Regions from separate parts of the Rattus norvegicus genome. Here region 1 is linked to region 2. The links are chromatin contacts, called in public Hi-C maps. All regions are on one chromosome and are shown on one strand. The core of a region is the stretch at or near the end of the contact, and the rest is flanking DNA. Distances in the headings are between cores, read along the strand shown. Region 1 holds the start of Zfp516 (zinc finger protein 516). Region 2 holds the start of Zfp236 (zinc finger protein 236).

Region 1 (3,517 bases), core at 320-2,819, 230 kb after region 2:
GGTAAGCACGAGGAAAAGCCACCGCGAAAGGTAACCGCCCGGATCTTGGCGCTGATTGTTCGGCAGAGCCAACTCGGGCGTCTTGGCCCGAATGCATCTCCAATGCGGAGTTATCACGCTCAGCAGCCGAACAATATGGCCAAGAGCCTGGTGGGAGAAGATAGTGCCCCTCCGCAGGCCACAGCTCCCCTGGCCTACGTCACCGCGGATCGCGGGGCGCGCTCCCCGGCCCCTCCTCCTCTCTCCTCCTTCTGCTCCAGCTCCCCTCCCCCTCCCCCAGCCCCTCCCTGCCAAGTACCAAGAAAGCTTTGGGGGAGTCAAATCAAGATTTTGATTCATAGACTCACTACATTGTCACTAACTACGACCCACGGAGGGTAGTTATAGGGTGGGGTGGGGCACAAATGAAGTTTTCAGGACCAAAGCAAAATGAGTCGAACTTTGAAGACACAAGTAAACAGCCACTGAAATAAACGAGTGCAGTCCAAGCTCCACTCTGCCCCAAAACGGTCCTGTTCTTCCCGAAGCATGCGGACTCCCAGACTCGCTCCCGTGAAGTTCAGGGGACACGCGCGCTTCTGAGGCCGCGGGCAGGGTGAACACCGTTTGGTCTGGGCTTGAGGCTCGGCGTCCAGGTGTTTGAGCCGGCTGGACAAGCATCCCAAGCACGTCTGCACGTATGGGTGTGTGTGAGGGGGTGGTGCGCGCGTAAACAGCCTCCAGGAGCTGGAGCTGCGGCAACCTGAGACCTTAAGCTGAGGGGCGACCACTAGCCGCCGACGTCGTGATTCAGGGCTATTAGGGGAGGAATTATCTGGGTCTGAGTCATCGTGAGCCTCCAGACTTTCTCCGCAGTGTGGCAGAACTTTGTGCTGATGAGACAATAGTGGAGCGTGTGCGTTTCCTACAGGGCAGACCATTCCCGGGCTGGGGGAAGCCTCAGGCCTGCTACGGCCGTGGACGCTGGGTCCCCTTCTCTGCACGGTGCAGTCCCTCCGAGCCCTGCTGGCGCCTGGGCCCCCGCGGGGCCGGTGCGTCCCGGGCGCGCGCGCGGCTCGCGGAGGGGGGCCGGGCGCGTGGCTGGTCCCGCGCGTCCTCGCGCGTCCCCCGCGCCAGGGCGCAGCTGGCGCGGTCGGTCTAGAGCAGCGCTCGGCACCGCGCCGCGGGCGCTCGGCTTCACCTTCAGATGCGCGGGGCGTGCGCGTCCTCCTCCTGGGGCCCGCCGCCTCCCCGCCAAGGTAGGGGCCGTAGGGCGGGGGTGCTTCCTGACTCAGAGGGGGGAGGACCCGCAGGCAGGGCTGGGAAGGTCGGGACCCACTACGTGCGCAAGACCCTGCGGTGCCCCGTGGGGTGGGGGCGCGCTGGGCAGGGGGCGCGCCCTGTAGAAGGTCTCTGGCGCCAGGAGGGCGACTTGGCTTTCTGTGTTGGTAGTTACTCTGCTCTGCAATTCCAGGAGAGAAGAAGATGAAACTTCGGGCGGCGGGGCGAGCGCCCGGGAGGTGGCTTTTACCGCAGTGGAGGGGCGGGGTGGGGGCCGGGGTGGGAGCGCGGAAGAGGCTCTGGCTTTGTACACTTCGTCAAAGGCGACGCGGGAGGAGGGGAGCTCGGATGCGCTCTCATCCATTAGGAGACAAAGAGCAAATTGCCTTACTTTAAAGTAAAACGCTCTGGCTAATGAAGGTGGGTGATGGGCGGCGGGGCCGAAGGAGCCGTTTCAATTATTAAGGGTTTGGCGGAGGGGATCGATGCCTGTGGGCACAGAGCGCCGCTGCCTTGGGGACGACGGGTTTGCGTATTTGTGTTTGGTGGTGGTGGTCAGCGGGGAGATTTGAGTGACCCCCAGCACTGAAGAAGTGGGATCTCTAGAAAGGGAAGTTCGCGTAGAGGTGGGGGCGGGGGCGAGGTTCTGGAAATGACTCGCAGTGGGTTGGGAAGGAGATCAGCGCGGCGGGGACTCCACGGAATTGCGATTTGCCTTGCCGGGCTATGGCAGAATGGGGGGTGGGGGGGCTTATTGATAGCCATATATGTGTGCATATTTGCACACACATACACACGAATTACACCCGGGTGTATGAAAGAGGACGCAGTGGGGTGTACGTTGCGGGGGTGGGGTAGGGGTTGGAAAGGCGCCTCTTCTGCCATTTCCAGGGAGAACATACCGAATAGTTAAGATCAGTATTTAGATTAAACCGCCTCGTCAAGTTTTAAAGAAACTTTGTCTGAATAAGTTTGTTAAAAGCCAGGCCAGTGGGGTCTTTAAAGCCAGCGGTTCATGGAGGAAGGTCGGTGGTGCGATGAGTATCAGGTTTTGTGAGTGGGGAAGCCGGTGGATCCCTGCAATTAGGACTCCAGAGAACCAGCCTTTTACCCGAAAAAATGTGGGTCTGTAAGTCAGCCGCATCCATCACCAGCGTTAACAAGCTCTCCACAGCCTACCAGTCCAATTCTCCCAACCCCCAGCTCCGGACTGTGTGTAGCCAACTCATTGCCTGGCTTGCTGATGAAGAGTCCCTTGGTCTCTGGGTGAGCACAGACCAACTTGCTCGGCCCCTTCTTTTAAAATATATTCATTCGGTGTCTTATTTAATCCAGATGCACAGAAAGCCATTTACTGCTTTATTGTTGGTTTACTTTTTTTTTTTTTTTTGAAAAGGCGACTGGTGTAACCTGTGGAATTTGAAATGCAAATAAAAGCCCGTGGGAGTTGAGGCAGAACAAATCGGCACTTATAAAGTGAAAAAGATTTCATGTCTTTGAAATCATTGCAGGAGGAAAAAGAACTGGAGGGGAGTGTGATTATTCCCCCCAGAGAGTGGATTGTGACGTCAGGTCTTTTTGGAAAAGATGTTATTTTTAAGGTCCTGAAGCCTGGGTATGTGAAGTGCTTTACAGGAAAAACAGATTACAAGATTAACATCTGTTAACATGATCGTTTATCTCCAGCCAAAAATAGGTCAGTTCTTTCTTAAGGAAACGTGCTTGCTTCAGCAAGCTTAAATAATAAAATAACGACGCCAAAAATTAGGACTGAACATTTGTTATAACCTAACTCGTGGAAACAATTTTTAATTATTAAATCAATCAAAGGTCAAAGTCCTTTTTGGGGTGTTGAGAACAACTCTACTCCGAGTCTACCCGCCCCGATGACTGACCCCCCCTCCCCTTCCTCCGGGCTCCCTTCTGGCTGCCCATTTTCCTTTTCGTCCATTGTGGAAGTAGGGGGTATATTTAAATGGTATTCTCTGACTCTGGCCACGTTAGGGAGACAGACTCTGCGTAGATGGCTAACTTTTCAAAGCTCTGCTGTTGTTTTATCATTAAATGGAACGACACGGAGGGGAGAGAGAGAAAAGAAACTGCCTTGCAAAGTCTCCCTGCCCCCTGGGTTTGAGTGACGGCTCTGTCGGCCAATCCGCAGCAGCTTTCTCTATCCCGGAGGTAATTTGGGGTGTGTGTGTGAGCGCGCGCACGCTCGACCACGCGCCCGTGTGTCGGCCCAGAGTCGGGCCAGAGG
Region 2 (3,432 bases), core at 599-3,098:
AGCCTTCTTCATACTGAACCCTACCCTATTACTGGCATAAAACATCTCAACAAAAGCAAACATCATAAACACACACACACACACACACACACACCACGAAAACACAGTCAAGGCCAAAGCAATGAGGAACCAGCCATCCACGACTATTCTGAGCAGTCATTCTCAATCACAGATCTTCATACCTGCTCCCACTACCACATGGCCACCCTTGCTCCAAGCAAACCGTGAAACAACAGTAAGTGTAAGATGTGTGAAATCGCTTGCTGTAGTTCGAGTGTTCATATCGCTCTAATCGACACGCCTGTGGACTTTGTGAAGAGCAGTACTTTAGTAACTTCTGGTTTGGGTGTCCTGCTCCGAAGCTTGCACTGATGCCAGTTCCTCATTCCTCCCTCCCAAAGGACCAACTTAACATAGTCCTTTGTAAGTCCAGGCCAGATCTGACCATGGGTGCCTGCACCTGGACTCCTTGATCGCAGCTCTTGAACATCAGTGCACCCATCCCCAAGGACAGGGACTCAAACCCTGAGTCACTAAGCAGCAACCTGCTACATAAACATAATAGAAGTTGGGCGATTCACCTTCCATTGCGTCCCAGACGGGCACCGCCTTCCCAACGCCCAGACAGGGTTCTTTCCCAGCCAGCTTGCCTGCACAAACCACCCAGGGTTGCTTCGGGGCCACAAACGCGGGGACTCCGGGGCAAGTATTACCCCAAGACTGGGACTAAACCCTGGCACGTACAGCTGAGCTCCGTGCCTCTCAACCCGATGACCCCCATCCCATCTCAAAAGAACGCTGTGGCAATGGATGCATGTTTCCTCCTCCTAGCGCTGGAGGAGGGGCCCCCACTAAGCGCCAGGCTGAGGGGAGGCGACGGTGTGGGTGACATTTTCCCCATCTCACTGCCTGCTGTAAAACTGTGCACTTCTCTTTCCGGGAGAAACAGACACGAGTTAGCTCAAACGAATTCAGCCCGCTAGCATAAATAAAAGGGAGAAATGCCTCCTGAGGCCTACTGTGCGCAGAAGAGCCTACTGTGCGCACTCCCCGCGGCCCCCTGAGGCCTCGGTCCCTGCTGGATCGGGGTCCCCCCGCGGTAGGAACCCGGGATACACCGGAAGAGCGGGCACTCCCTGGGGCCTGTGCCTAGAACGACCGAGGCGGGCAGGGGGCAGGCGGAAGGAACAGAAAGACATGGAGGGAGGGGACTTAAGGGGACGACGACGCAGAGCGGGCGACATGGAGGGCGGGGGACTAGAAAAGGCTGAAGGATCAGGACTCTGGAGGGCGGCGAGGAGATTCGAGGCACTGGGACTCTGGAAGCCTGGAGCGAGGGGCTCAGGAAGGGAGCAAACAGGAACTCTGCAGGAGGAGGAGGAGGAGGAAGCCGCCGCCCGCGCCGCCGCCCCCGCGCCGCCACGGCCGGGAAAGTAGGCCCAGCGCGGAGGGGCCCGGCCGCGGCGCCCGTATCCGTCCGCCCTCGCTGCGCCCGCCCGGCCAGTCGCCGCCGCCCGCCCTCCGCGCCGCTCCCGGCGCACCCCGCGCCCATCCGGGGACTAGGCGGCCGCCGCGGGCCTTACCGGACTCGCCGCGCGCCGCGCCGTCCCGGGGCTTCGGGGGGCGGCCCCGCGGCATCGTCGCGGCGGCCCACCCCTCACTCGCGCTCTCCCTCGGCGGGCGCGCACGCGCGGCACCGGCGGGCGGGCGGGCGGGCTGCGGCGGCGGCCGGACCCAGCCCGCCGGGCTCACAGGGCGACGGCGCCCGGACGCGCGGGCAGCAGCGCTCGGACCGCGCCGGCCTCGGCGGGTTCCATGGCCCGCGGGCCGCGGCGGGGGCGTTGGGAGCGGGCAGTGGGGGCGGGGGCGCCGTTTTGCGCATGCGCGGCCCGACAGGCGGCGGCGTCACCTAGCTCGGCGATCCGCTGGCCTGCAGGCCCTGGGCCTGGGCTTGGTTTGCAATGTTTCTCCGCGGCTTCCCGGCGCTCCATCCCGGACCTCGAACGCCGGTCAGGACAACCAACCCTCTCACCCCCAACTCCCCAGGAAATGGAAGGGTCCTGACGTGGTTTGCTTGTCCTACGTTCGCCTACGTTCACTTGATTTCGAGCCTACCTCTGTGTAGGGAAAGTGTCCCAGCACAGCCTCCTACTCCGGACTTTTTTTAAGCATCCGGTCTTTGGAGTGATGAAAGACCTGGGAAGGATACCTGACGCAGAGAAGCTCCTGGAAACAGGCCGACTTCAATAACTCCCCTTAAAGGCTCCATTTAAGCCTCAAAGTTTACCGTTTCTGGTGCATCTTCTTGTATGACTTGCTGTTGTGCCTTTTGGCTCCAGCTTGTGATTGATTCACAGCGGCACAGCCTGAAGCCATGTTAAGAATCCAGCAGGGTGTGTGACACACCTCTAATCCCAAAGCTTGGGAGACTGAGACTGCAAGGTCGGAAAGTGTAATGTAAAGTCTACATGGTAAGTTCCAGGCTTAAGTGAGACCTCTTCTCAAAACGTAAAAATAAAATCATCAAAGAGCAGAATGAGTATTTACTCCAGTAAGCCAGAAGTAGTGTAGGGTCTCAGAATTCTTTTTTTTTTTTCTTTTTTTCTGAGCTGGGGACCGAACCTAGGCAAGCGCTCTCCCACTGAACTAAATCCCCAACCCCGGGTCTCAGAATTCTTAATGAGGAAGTTCAAAGACCCCATGTTTACCAACTACCTGATGAACCTACAAGTTGCAAGCTTAGAACCCACCAGTATGGATGCAACAAGAAAGACACAAAACTGGAACAAATTAAGCCAAAAGGTTTATAAGATCTAAAGAGAAAACAGATTATACATCAAATGTTAGAATAGGAGTTTTAAAAGCCTTGGGATAGGGAGCTGGCACCCTGGCCCCTGAAGCCCAGAGGAGACTGCGTCCACAAGACTGAACTCTCAACACCTCCTCATATGTGCTGTGGCCCCCAAGCCCTCACACAATAATATGTTTTTAAAACAACCAGAGTAGTTTTGAGAACAAGATTGGTTACGATTTAGACAGTGGGAAAACGGGTTTGATGTGAGTCGTAGGAAATGGTTGCTTTTTAGCAGGCAGGGACAACTAAGGAAAGTTCAGGTAAAAGCCAGGGTAACGGGGTTGGGGATTTGGCTCAGTGGTAGAGCACTTGACTAGGAAGCGCAAGGTCCTGGGTTTGGTCCCCAGCCCCGGGGAGGGAAAAAAATATATATATATATATATATATAAGCTTAATTGAAAGATACTTTAAGAAAGTCAGTGAGTACAGACATTTGCTACACAAACCTGGCGACCTGAGTTTGAGTCTCAGAATCCTTGTGAAGGCTGAGAGAGCTCTCTCCACTGTTGCATTTGGGCCTCCTCAGGACCAACTTAGCATATGTGCCCACACGAGCTCAGGCATGCAGGGGGACACAA

Evidence for each region. Hi-C and Micro-C count contacts between places; a contact is called where the count stands out from the background.
Region 1: a Hi-C map of hepatocytes shows a contact between it and region 2, with 2.1 times the contacts expected there. The contact joins the promoter of Zfp516 here to the promoter of Zfp236 in region 2. A contact is called at or near these places in 2 of 12 Hi-C or Micro-C datasets (frontal cortex and hepatocytes) and 1 of 1 datasets of contacts at active chromatin or transcription factors (oligodendrocytes).

Annotation. Positions count from the first base shown.
Region 1 is chr18:78,571,993-78,575,509 of GRCr8, forward strand. It overlaps Zfp516 (zinc finger protein 516), which reads left to right and starts at 1,570. Exons shown (of 6, transcript NM_001191695.2): 1 at 1,570-3,517.
Region 2 is chr18:78,345,376-78,348,807 of GRCr8, forward strand. It overlaps Zfp236 (zinc finger protein 236), which reads right to left and starts at 1,849. Exons shown (of 31, transcript NM_001427206.1): 1 at 1,584-1,849. The coding sequence starts at 1,638.